Regions from separate parts of the Mus musculus genome. Here all the other regions are linked to region 2. The links are chromatin contacts, called in public HiChIP or PLAC-seq maps. All regions are on one chromosome and are shown on one strand. Each heading gives the region's core, a stretch centred on a gene start, on an enhancer-like site or on the middle of the called end of the contact. The rest is flanking DNA. Distances are from core to core; before and after follow the strand shown. Region 1 overlaps Iqschfp (Iqcj and Schip1 fusion protein). Region 2 holds the start of Mfsd1 (major facilitator superfamily domain containing 1). Region 3 overlaps Iqschfp (Iqcj and Schip1 fusion protein). Region 4 overlaps Iqschfp (Iqcj and Schip1 fusion protein).

Region 1 (2,700 bases), core at 126-2,625, 910 kb after region 2:
TTATATTCTTTATGTTTTCTAATTATTTGTGTATGATGAGTGTGCATGTGCCATGATATATGTGTGGAGGTTAGAGGGCAACTTTATGGGGTTGGTTCTCTCTTTCTACCTCTACACGAGCAGAAACGGGCTGTCAGGCTTACACAGCAAATTCTTATACCTGATGAGCTATCTCTGGCTGGCCCAAGAGATGAGTTTTAAATAGACATTCTATTAAAATATAGCACAATCAATGGGAGGGGGGATAAAATCTTAGATATTCTGAATATCTATCTCTATAATGTATACACAGATAAGCTACTAAGTGAAAACTGACTATTGGTAGGGGTACCGTGTACCCAAGAGAATCCACCTCACCTGTTAGCAGACATACATTAATGCAGGAATTGAACTTGGAATATTTTTCTTTTGAACTTTTTATTGATTCTTGGTGAATTTCACATCACACACCCAAATCCCACTCATCTCCCTGTCCCCTTAATATCTGTCCTCTGCCCTTGCAACACCCCCCCCCCCAAAGGAAACTGAAATAGAATAAAAAATTCTTGTTGTGGAAGCTGTGGTGTGTCACACAGTATACTCTTTTGTCCACACATCTTACTTGCAAATGTTCATTGCAATGAGCCACTGGTTTGTTTTGAGGCCTCTGGCTTCTGCTATACCGTCAATACTGCATTCTCATCAGACCTCCTCTCAGACATCCCATTGTTGTTCAGTGTCAGGGAGATCCTGCAGTCTGCACAACTGACCCCTTCAGTACTCCAGCAGATCATCTATGGGAGTAGATGTTGGGGTAAGCCAACTCAGAGCCCTGGATCTGGGCCTGGGCCATAGCTGAGTTGGTCATTCTGCCCTCTCTCCTGAGCCTGCAGTACCATAGAGAACTCTTCAGCATCTCCTGAATCTTGCAGCCAGCAAGGGGCCAGTTAGCTCTCCTGCTCTCCATGTTCTCAAGGCCAGCTTACCTGTGCCTTAGCCACCAGGGCTAGTTCTGTGCTGCCCAGGTGAGGTGCAGGGCCCACTCTCCTGGGTGCTAGAGCTGGCAAGGGGAGGGACCAGCCCTCCTGCTGTCATGACTTCAGAGCCAACTCTCCAGCCTGCTGCCTGCCACAACAAGGGGCAAAGGGGTCGGGGTGGGGCAGACGCGGCATCTTTTGATAAGGAAGGTGATAAAAAGACTGAGAGACATTATTTGCATTCCATTTCCCATCTTTTCTAGGATGAAATCCATAGGGTCTCTAGACTGGAAGAAGCCTGTTTTCTTCCAGACATTAAACCAACCCCTACTATTTGCCAAATGCCTTCAACAGGCAGTCCGCCCTCTTTCATCTGCAAATTGTGGTCATAAAGTTGTTTAGAGACTGGGCTGGAAACAAGATCCAGATGTTCTACGTCTAGGACACTTTGTCCTACAGAGCGGTTCAGTATCCCCAGAGCTACACACAGGTGATGAAACAGCAGAACATCTGTGTCCTGTGTGTGACTTGCATGGAATTCACACAATAAAGATGAAACAAGCCCTTCGATAGCCACCTCCGTGTTAGTATAGCAGCCACAATATAAAGAACATTCAGTGTCAGGGCTAATTATTTGAACTAGCTTAGAGAAATTTCTGCAAATAATCCTTTTTTTTCCACCCTTCTCATACCCATTCCAACACATGTATATCAAACAGGTCCTTTCTCAGATACTGCCTTAACAAATTAAAATCCTGGAAACAGCACTAGCTACTTTTCCCTGAGGGGTGTGGCCATCTCAGCCACACTGTTTTATTGTGGATCCAGTTTCCTACCTGTGACAAATAAAAACCCAAGCTGATCTTAAAGGAATGTTTTGAGAGGGGAGACAGGGGAGGAACTTAACACATTAGCAGGCAGCAACATGATATTTTCTTTCCTGAAGTGTCTATACTTTTCCTTTAAAACTTGTTTGATTTTTCAAGATGGGGTTTTTCTATATAGCTCTTGCTGTCCTCGAACTTGCTCCATAGACCAGGCTGGCCTCCAACTCAGAGATCCACCCGTCTGCCTAGAGTGCTGGAATCTAGGGTGTGCACCACCACTACCAGTCAGCTTTTTGTTTTTATTTAAGATTTCTTCATTATGTGTAGGAGTACTCTATTTGCATATGCACCTTCATGACAGAAGAGAGCATTAGACTGAATTATAAATGATCCCAAGCTACTATGTGGGTGCTAGGAATTGAACTCAGGACCTCTGGAAGAGCACCCAATGCTCTTAACCACTGAGCCATCTCTCCAGCCCCACCTGTCAACATTTTTAAAAATTTGTTTATTTGTGTGTGTTTTGCCTGCACATATGTATGCAGGTGTACCATGCTCTTGAAGGCCAGAAATGAGTGAGTGGAGTTAAAAATATTGTGAGCAGCCATGTGGATGCTGCAAATAGAACACATCTCTCTGGCCCCTATACTCTTTTTTTTTTTTTTTTTTTTTTTTTTTTTTTTACAACTTAAGATCCTAATTTGTTGAATACTGCTGAACTTAACAGGCCAGGGACTGTGCTAGCTAGCTGCCTCACACACACAGACATACATACTGCCCACACGGTGATTCCAAGTAGGAGACAGAGCTAGACTGAGGATGCTGCAAGGAGACTCTTTCTGACATTTTCCCCCACGTGGGACCAAGATCTACTAACCTTGTAGATGAAAGAGTAAGAATAAAAATTCTAAACCCAA
Region 2 (2,700 bases), core at 186-2,685:
TACTTCCACATCATAGTCTCTCCCTGAAGGAAGTCAGGACAGGAACTCAAACAGAACCTTCTGCTGGAGGCAGGAGCTGATGTAGAGGCCATGGAACAGTGCTGCTTACTGGCTTGCTCCTCATGACTTGTTCAGCCTGCTTTCTCATAGAACCTCAGACTATCAACCCAAGGGTAGCTGGGCCCTCCCCAACAGTCATTAATTAAGAAAATGTCCTACAGCCTTGCCTACAGGTTCATTCCATGGAGGCATTTTCTCAACTGAGGCTCCCTCCTCTCAGATGACTTCAGCTTGTGTCAAGTTGACATAAAACTAGCCAGCACAAGACAGTAATCTATACTGTGGACAAAGCCAAGGAATGTAAACTGATGGTCTAGGCCCTTCATTGTAGTACAGCTGATGCTGAGTGAAAGATTAAGCCCAAGGTGGGGTATGACCACTGTGCTGGCAACTGCACAGTGTTAGTCAGGGGAATGCAAGGTAGACAGCAGGCTATGCATAAACATTCCAAACGGTATCTCTCTGACACAGTCCCTCTGCTTCCCCATCCCCCATATTTGGATCTCTTTGGAGGGCCCAAGCTAGGAGTCTAGAAAACACTCAAAAGTCCTCCTCCTTTTTCAAATCCCAGGTGCTATTGTTTAAGCAAGTCCTCATTTAGTCACTGGATCTCTCCTTGGTGCGATAGCTCCAGCTTTGAGCCTCTCACTTTCACTTCTGCGGCACGCTTTACAGCTATTTAGCACCTAGCCTTGCTACACTCAAAATTCTACTGCAAAGACTCGGCAAACCTAGAAATGTGGGGTAGAAGGCTGCGCTGCCAAATCAAACTTCTCAAAACAAACCTAGTGGTCTCTATACTCTGCTGGACATCTCTGAATGGCTCCTCATTTAGGATGTTCGTGTTTCTACTTTACTCGACTTTCCTCTTACTCCAAGATCAGTATAAACGTGTAATTATAAACGTATAAAACCCAGAGGAATTCAATAACTCTTTCAGCTGCAGTCACCATCCATCCACCCACATGATTAGTTTCTGTCCACCTAAGGAAATTCTCTCACCCATATTCAGAGGTGAGAGAATTTGTCCTCTTTTCTAGTACATAAGTGTCAGGTACATCATATGCTGTTCCGTCAGGTCAACTTAACAACTCTTCATGAAGAGTTGGCGAAGTGAGGGAGGGAGGACTGAGCTGGGTTCAGGTCAAGCCTTCCACCACGACTTCTGCACCACCACTTCCTACTGGTTTTAAATCAGATGTTAATGAGAACCCGGTCGCTCACTCCCACTCCCGACCGGATCTATACCCCATCGGCAGAACAGAAAGGCAGCACGGGAGCCCGGCCACCACGTGAGCAACCGTTCACGTGAGCACGGAGAGGCGTGGCCCGAGCAAGTCACGTGAACACACGTGATCACGTGAGTGCTGCCGCTGCCGCTGCCGCCCTGCCTTTGCTTCCTGCTCCGTTCCAGGCTGCAAGCTGATGGAGGACGAGGATGGGGAAGATCGGGCGCTGCTTGGGGGCCGCCGCGAGGCGGACAGCGCAGTCCATGGCGCCCCTCGCGCTCTGTCCGCGCTCTGCGACCCCAGCCGCCTGGCGCACCGGCTCGTGGTGCTGTCGCTCATGTGCTTCCTTGGCTTCGGTGAGCGGGGCTCGGCTGGGGCAGATGATAGAGGGATTCCAGGGTTCGCGCTGCTGCCTGGGCTCGGGAGCCCGCTTTTTCCAAGTGTCTGGAGCGAGGTGACGTTTGTTCCTCCAAGCCCCGGTGTTCAGCAGCTCCTCCCTGGGGACGCAGATGAGAAGGAAACTCAGATCTTTCTCCCGGAGAGCTGTGCTCCCGAGAGTTTCAGAACGTTGCTGGGGGAATTTCAGAGCGTGACTAAGTCCCTCTTCCTCCCTCCCCAGGCGACCCCTCCCATTCCCCAGTGCTTTCCTTTGTATTCTTTTAGAGCTCGGATCCGCTTTGGATAGTGTTCACTGCTAAGTACACCTTAGTAGGAGTCTTTTCTTACCTTTCCTCTGTGAGACAGCCTTGCAGGACCACACTTGTTAAGTTGGTTTCACTTATGAAATCTGATCTGGCGCAAAACACTTTCATTAGCTACTTTTAAAGACACCCTTCCCTCCCGTGTTACAGTTTTTAGTTTACATTGAAACTGTTCGGATTCGTAACAACTGGCTTGGCTTGAAAGAGTGTTTCAGGGGGATCAGATTCAGAAATACATGCACCTGGTTTATAAAAGATACTTTGGGCTTCGGTTTCTTTATTTTTGAGAAGATGGTACTCATTTGCTTTAAAACGTATTGAGCTGATAGTGGTGGCGCCCTTTAATCTCAGTACTGGAAGACAGGGACATGTCTGTGCGCTAGAGAGGCCAGCCAGGGCTACAAAGTGAGATCTTGTCTCAACCAACCAACCAACCAACCATGGTATTGAATTTCTTATAAGCAGTTAAATCCTGAAGGAGAAGTTTCTAGGTTTAGAATCAATAACCAGTAAGCATAGACAAAACACTTGAAGAAATTGTCCCTACTCAAGTTGACAGTTTATTTTTGGTAGGTAGATTGGGCTGAAAGTTTGGGTTTGAGAAACTAGAGCCGCCCTGTCGCTAGCTGCCTTCTCCACCTTTGGACCGCTAGCTTTGTGTATTTACAGAGTCAGCGGGGAAACAGGCAGTGTTACCTTGGGGCTTCTTC
Region 3 (2,750 bases), core at 175-2,674, 1.0 Mb after region 2:
TAGTATCTAGGCCCGTCTTCTTCCTGCTTAGCTCCTTTTAGGCCATTCTCTGCAGGAAGGACAGACATAATGGTGTGGTCTTAGCTTATGAAGCTACTACAAAGCCTCCCACCGTATATTCAGCTCTTGTCTGCCAGGGCAGTGGCTAGATTTGTTTTATCCAGTCTTGTGTTCATTAGGACCTCTTGGAAGTGAAATTTACTACACTGTTGTTCTCAAGCAACAAAAAAAATCAGAGTCTTGCCACCCTGTCTGGAACTGCTGTCTGAAACATAAAAAAGATGGCTGATAATGATCTGTCTCCCTAAGCTCTCCCAGAAGTGCTTCAGAGACATCAGATACAGTTGGAGGTTGCAGGGATCTTCAGAAGTACAGCTTCTGACTTGGTGGGCCTGCAGTTGGACCTGAGACTGTTGCTATAGGCCCCTAGACTTTATTGATGCTCTGCTCCAAGAGTAGCGGAACTCTAGAGAGCGTGAAAGATCACTGTGTCACACGTGATAGGACCCCACCTACCAGATCACCTGGAGAGGATTTGAGCAGTGAGCCTGTGTGCTGAGAGCTCACGGTGGGAGTCACTACTGCTCTGCCTCGGCAGACACCCGCAGGCTCTCAGGCCCTGCTGTAGGAGGCTCTGAACACAGTGCTTACTTAGGATGAGAGGGAAGGAAGTTCCTTCTGAGTTTCCTTACTGCCAATCCTCATCATTTTTGTACAGTAGTGAAATACCCATGTTGGATTCAGTGGGGGTTTTTTTGTTTGGTTTGGTTTTGTTTGGTTTTTGTTTTTGTTTTTCAAGACAGGGTTTCTCTGTGTAGCCCTGGCTGTCCTAGAACACACTCTGTAGACCAGACTGACCTCAAACTCAGAAATCCACCTGCCTCTGCCTCCCAAGTGCTGGGATCAAAGGTGTGGGCCACCACTGCCTGGCTCAGTGTTCTATTTCTAAAAGATGACATTATTGATGCATGTAGTTACACATTTGTGTTATGTATACAATATTTATTGTATATATTATATAAATGAATATATACTATATATATACAATAATACACGTGTACTATTGTTTGTATAATTTGTTCATGTAATTAAAATATAATTTTTCTCGTTTCAATTCTGTACTGATATAATGAAGGTAAAGAGGTATTATCAGAATTTTATGTGTCTTGGTGTCTTCTAATTTCTAAATTTTTATAGCTTTAGACCTGCTTGTTATCAGCTGTAAATTGATTAGTGACTTAAAATAGGGGCTCCAATGAGTGACAAAAATTGTCCGTGATGCAGAACAGACAAGGAGGGAGAAGTGAGCCCAGATGCAGTAACTTTGCCTCTCCCCTGGAGAAGCCAGTTCTCTAGGCTCCACCCTGTAGGCTGTGTATAATTCTTCTGAAGGAGCTATCCTAACACCTCGGTGGAACTGCCCTCCAGAGAGGTAGCCTTCCTACCGAAAGGTGGCGTTCCTCCTGCAGCCAGTCAGCCTCACCGGAGCCCCACAAACAGTGTGGGTTGAAAAACAGTAATGTTAGCTCTTGCTGCTTCTCACGGTAGACAGGTAGACAGAGCGTTTGGAGGAAGCGGTTCTACTCCTCGCTGTTCACTGCAGCAGCTCCTCAGTGACCGCTCGCTCACCATAGGCAAAGCAACATCGTGGCAGGCGCAGTGGGGCAAATAAAGTAATTAAGCACAAATCCCTGTTCCCCTAGCCAAAAAAAAAAAAAAAAAAAAAAAAAAAAAAAGGCCTAAAACAGTAATAGCTGTCAGAAGCTACTGAGACTCCTGAGAGTGCCATGGTCAAGCAGAGGAGAAAATTCACCAGACCGCGTGCCAGGTCGTGAGGGTAGCTAATTCCCTTCCATTTTCCTAAGGCGCCCGCAGCCGGAGGGTTGCCGCAGTGCATGCTGGATGTTCCAGATGTATGATTTAGAAAACAACTCAGCATATGACTGGGAGTGCGGCTGAGTTTCTCTTCAACACATCCTAATTAAAAAACAAAACAAATCCACCTATATCCCTTTATCGTGGCTGTTTATTGCTCCTGGGGTCAGCCAGTAGGGGGCTCTAGCACACCCATTTACATTGTGGGCCACCAAGGCAGAGGACCTAGATTCAAATTCCTGCCTGACTATGGCAATTTAGGTAGCTAGGCACTTATTTAACATCCCTAGGTGCCCTCCTCCGCCCCTGGCTATAAAATGCAGCTGGCAATAATACATACTACTCCATAGGGTTATTGAAAGATAGAGGAAACACGTGTGAGGTGCCTAGCCTCAGTAAAGCACACCTGTTGTTACTTTGTTACACATCGTGTAAGATCCATTAGGATACACAGGACCCTTCAAGGTAGGAACATAGTTTCAACCCCATAGCCTCTTGACCTTTGTGACTGCTTTGCATTGTGGTCACAGCCCTAGCCAGCACTCAGTGACCACCATTGCCACACGAATCCAGACAAACGCTCCAGGACACTGCCATCTGGAATGAAAGTCCAGGGGTCTGGACCAGAGTAAGACAGGGCCTTGCAAATGTATCCCACAAGATGAAACTTGTCACTGTGATACCTCACAAAAGGGCTATTCATCCCCTTGGGAGTGGAGAGGACTGGCTGGGGGGGCTGGGAGGTGGAATAAAAGTATTTAGATTTGGATCTGGGCTCTGAGAAGAAAATATTTGCCTGATAGAAAGAGGGGTACCATAAAGCCCACTGAGCCGTGTTTATATCACAAGTCCAACACAAATTGAATTTAAAAAAC
Region 4 (2,700 bases), core at 130-2,629, 960 kb after region 2:
TTGATCAACACTTTAAAAAAAAACCACGTCTACTGACGAGCACATGGGAAGGAAGATGAACCAGCAATGATACGTTCTGCACAGCAACTGTAAAGGAGAGAAGCCTTGAGTATATATAACGTCCTCCTCCCCAGTCAGGAGCTGGGTCCATGGCCTTTAAGTCATCCTGCAGAGTTTTGGTGTCCCCCCAGTACAGGTTGGTCTGGCATGAAACTTGCAGCTTTTGAACATACAACTCAGTTGCTTTCCCACTTGAAACGCTTTGTCCCCTCAGTGTGTTATGTAAGTTGCCACTAAATGCAAATATGAAAAAAATCCATATTCAACCTGGCTTCACAGAGAAGAGATTTGGCTTTTAAACAGCTAGGACGTTCTTTAGAAAACGCTTCTGGGTATATGGCTGAAGCTCAAGGGAAGAAAGCCGTTCCACAAAGCTCTGGGTTCTATTTCCAGCATGGGATGCACACACACACACACACACACACACACACACACACACCCCTGCACACACTCATACCTGCACACACACATGATTTAGAATGTGTTTTCTTCTTTTACTTAATAGAATTTTTCTCAGAACTGTATCATTTTTATTAAAGCCCCTGCTGTGTTTCTTGCAGTCAGCTTCATTTTATAGCTATCCCACATTGCCACACCTGGTTGTTGCCAGAGTATGGATCATATGACTCCAGAGTAAGTTTCTTATCTAATTGGAAGAAAAGATGGGTAGGGGGACTTCCAGGAACTCTGTCAGAAGAATCAGTTGTCCTTAGCAAATTTCCTTGCCTCTCCCCATTCAATCTTCTAGTTTATTTCAATTATTTAAGTTTGTATGTGTGTATACAAATGTGTGAATGCAGGTGCCTGTCCTGCGGGGTCCAGAAGCTGTTAGATTTCCCCTCCCCCAATCTTTATGGGTGCTTGTGAGTACTGAGAACTGAATAGTCCTCCTTACAAGACCAGTGCTGGTTTTTAGTTGCCTGCTGAGCCACCTCTTCAGTCCCCGCCCCTACCCTCATTCCCACCTCCATCCCATTTTATCTCTTGGCTCTCACTGCCCAAATAAGGTCATATTTCTTTGAACTGGCAGCCTGGGCTATGCTGTGGGAGGTATTATGTAAATTAGCTTGGGCTGCAGCACAAACTCCAGCATCAGATCATCGTCTCAGAGCACCCAGGCTTTGCAGGAGGACGTCAGGCACCCAAATGAAAGTTAAAGTTACTGCTAAGAGGAGGGCCTGTATATGGAAGGGGCTACAATAGTAATTAGACTCGGGCTGCTGTGGGCATCTCTCCAGCAACGCCCTGAGCACCGGGCCCCGCCCTAGGTGCCAGGGCTCCTGGTTTCACTCACAACTTTTGGGAATCTGCTGACCCCTAGTGTCTTCAATAAAGCATTGACTGTAAAATCTAAAGACTCACTTCCCACCTCCTCCCTCACAGAAGCAGCCCCAGAGCTATGCTATTCACAGAAGAGGGTGGTTGTGAGCCAAATAAACCATGAGTTTAATGAGAAGCCTTCTGATCCACTTTAAGACACAGCACCCGGGGGGATGGTGAGATGGTTCAGCAGGTAAGACCACCGACTGCTCTTCCGAAGGTCCTGAGTTCAAATCCCAGCAACCACATGATGGCTCACAACCATCCGTAAGGAGATCTGACACCCTCTTCTTGAGTGTCTGAATACAGCTACAGCGTACTTACATATAATAAATGAATTAATTTTTTTTAAAAAATAACACAGCACACAGACTCCCATGTGGTGGCTTCCTACCTGTGAATCTAACACATAACAGGTTAAGGCGGGGTTTCTGTGACTTTGAGGCCAGCCTGAACTACTGGTGAGTTTTAGGGCCAGCCTGGGGTATAAAGTGAGATTTCCCCATCTCAAAAACAAAAGGCTAAGCAAACATGCTGGGGCTTTCCTGACCATTACTCTAAGAACTTTATGCAAACCTGGTCCAGATCTGGTCATCTCTGTTAATCATGTCCAAGTGGGTCTCTTCCCAGGACGCAGGATATCCTTTTGGAGGTAGGGCGTAGGTATGTGATGAAGACCTACACTCTTAGTGGATAGTGCCTGGGTAGATGAAGACCACCACTATTATTCCAGCATTGAAGAGGCAGATGCAGGAGGAGCTCAAGTAGGAAGCCCGGCTGGGCTGCATATAGCAAGTTCCCCACCAGCCTGACTGTAGGGAAACGGTTTAAAATAAAATAAGTAATTAAATAAATAAAGGTAGATTGATAGATAGGCAGGCAAACACATAAATAAGACACTGTGATAAAGTGAGCAGTCAATTGTGTTTGTAAACTGTATGGTATACAAAGTATTCCAGTATCCCAGAAGATACACCTGAGTGGCTGTTTGGTGCTGTGGGCTAGCTACAGTGTGCCCACACTGGTGCTGTGGGCTCACTGTGTGGGTTTTTATTACACTGTATCAGCTTGTGCTGCCACTGGGAGCCAGACCTGAGCCGCTGGTGAAGATGTGTTACCTCCAGCCTTCCTCTGGCCTGTGTGCTTGGAGGCACAAGACTTCCCCTGCTTTCCCGGATTTGAGTTGTAGGGGGCAGGGGGAAGACAGAGACAAGAAGATGACACCCAAGGGGGAAAAAAAATAGAGAATCTGTCTTTGATTTGTTTTGCTTGTAGCCAATTTCTAAGGCACGTGTGAAATGAGGCAGCTCTCCAGCTAGG

What was found. HiChIP or PLAC-seq counts read pairs in DNA pulled down with a chosen protein or histone mark.
Region 1: a contact with region 2 is called in an H3K27ac HiChIP or PLAC-seq map of embryonic stem cells, with 5 times the contacts expected there. The contact joins the enhancer-like site here to the promoter of Mfsd1 in region 2. A contact is called at or near these places in 2 of 39 promoter capture datasets (hippocampal neurons and liver), 15 of 115 datasets of contacts at active chromatin or transcription factors (astrocytes, cardiomyocytes, embryonic forebrain and 7 more) and 1 of 9 other capture datasets (embryonic stem cells).
Region 3: a contact with region 2 is called in an H3K4me3 HiChIP or PLAC-seq map of stem cell-derived neural progenitor cells, with 6 times the contacts expected there. The contact joins the enhancer-like site here to the promoter of Mfsd1 in region 2. A contact is called at or near these places in 4 of 39 promoter capture datasets (the 3T3-L1 cell line, cranial neural crest, hippocampal neurons and 1 more), 5 of 115 datasets of contacts at active chromatin or transcription factors (embryonic forebrain, embryonic stem cells and stem cell-derived neural progenitor cells) and 2 of 9 other capture datasets (embryonic stem cells and pancreatic islet).
Region 4: a contact with region 2 is called in an H3K27ac HiChIP or PLAC-seq map of embryonic stem cells, with 6 read pairs. The contact joins the enhancer-like site here to the promoter of Mfsd1 in region 2. A contact is called at or near these places in 5 of 39 promoter capture datasets (cranial neural crest, hippocampal neurons, liver and 1 more), 1 of 15 datasets of contacts at CTCF or cohesin (pro-B cells), 1 of 484 Hi-C or Micro-C datasets (cardiomyocytes) and 6 of 115 datasets of contacts at active chromatin or transcription factors (astrocytes, embryonic forebrain, embryonic hindbrain and 3 more).

What each region holds. Positions count from the first base shown.
Region 1 is chr3:68,487,111-68,489,810 of GRCm38.p6, forward strand. All of the region lies in intron 4 of Iqschfp (Iqcj and Schip1 fusion protein), which reads left to right. All of the region lies in intron 1 of Schip1 (schwannomin interacting protein 1), which reads left to right. Among named protein-coding and RNA genes, the nearest start is that of Gm22073, 59 kb to the right of the region's middle. Within about 2 kb of position 1,376, at least 25 of the 459 cell types and tissues checked have an H3K27ac peak or open chromatin away from gene starts, as enhancers often do. A contact at or near this core is called in embryonic stem cells, where this site is marked.
Region 2 is chr3:67,581,333-67,584,032 of GRCm38.p6, forward strand. Mfsd1 (major facilitator superfamily domain containing 1) reads left to right here and starts at 1,436. Exons shown (of 16, transcript NM_025813.3): 1 at 1,436-1,645. The coding sequence starts at 1,486.
Region 3 is chr3:68,580,322-68,583,071 of GRCm38.p6, forward strand. All of the region lies in intron 5 of Iqschfp (Iqcj and Schip1 fusion protein), which reads left to right. All of the region lies in intron 2 of Schip1 (schwannomin interacting protein 1), which reads left to right. Among named protein-coding and RNA genes, the nearest start is that of Gm22073, 34 kb to the left of the region's middle. Within about 2 kb of position 1,425, at least 37 of the 459 cell types and tissues checked have an H3K27ac peak or open chromatin away from gene starts, as enhancers often do. A contact at or near this core is called in embryonic stem cells and stem cell-derived neural progenitor cells, where this site is marked.
Region 4 is chr3:68,541,997-68,544,696 of GRCm38.p6, forward strand. All of the region lies in intron 5 of Iqschfp (Iqcj and Schip1 fusion protein), which reads left to right. All of the region lies in intron 2 of Schip1 (schwannomin interacting protein 1), which reads left to right. Among named protein-coding and RNA genes, the nearest start is that of Gm22073, 4.4 kb to the right of the region's middle. Within about 2 kb of position 1,380, at least 114 of the 459 cell types and tissues checked have an H3K27ac peak or open chromatin away from gene starts, as enhancers often do. A contact at or near this core is called in embryonic stem cells, hippocampal neurons, stem cell-derived epiblast-like cells and 1 more, where this site is marked.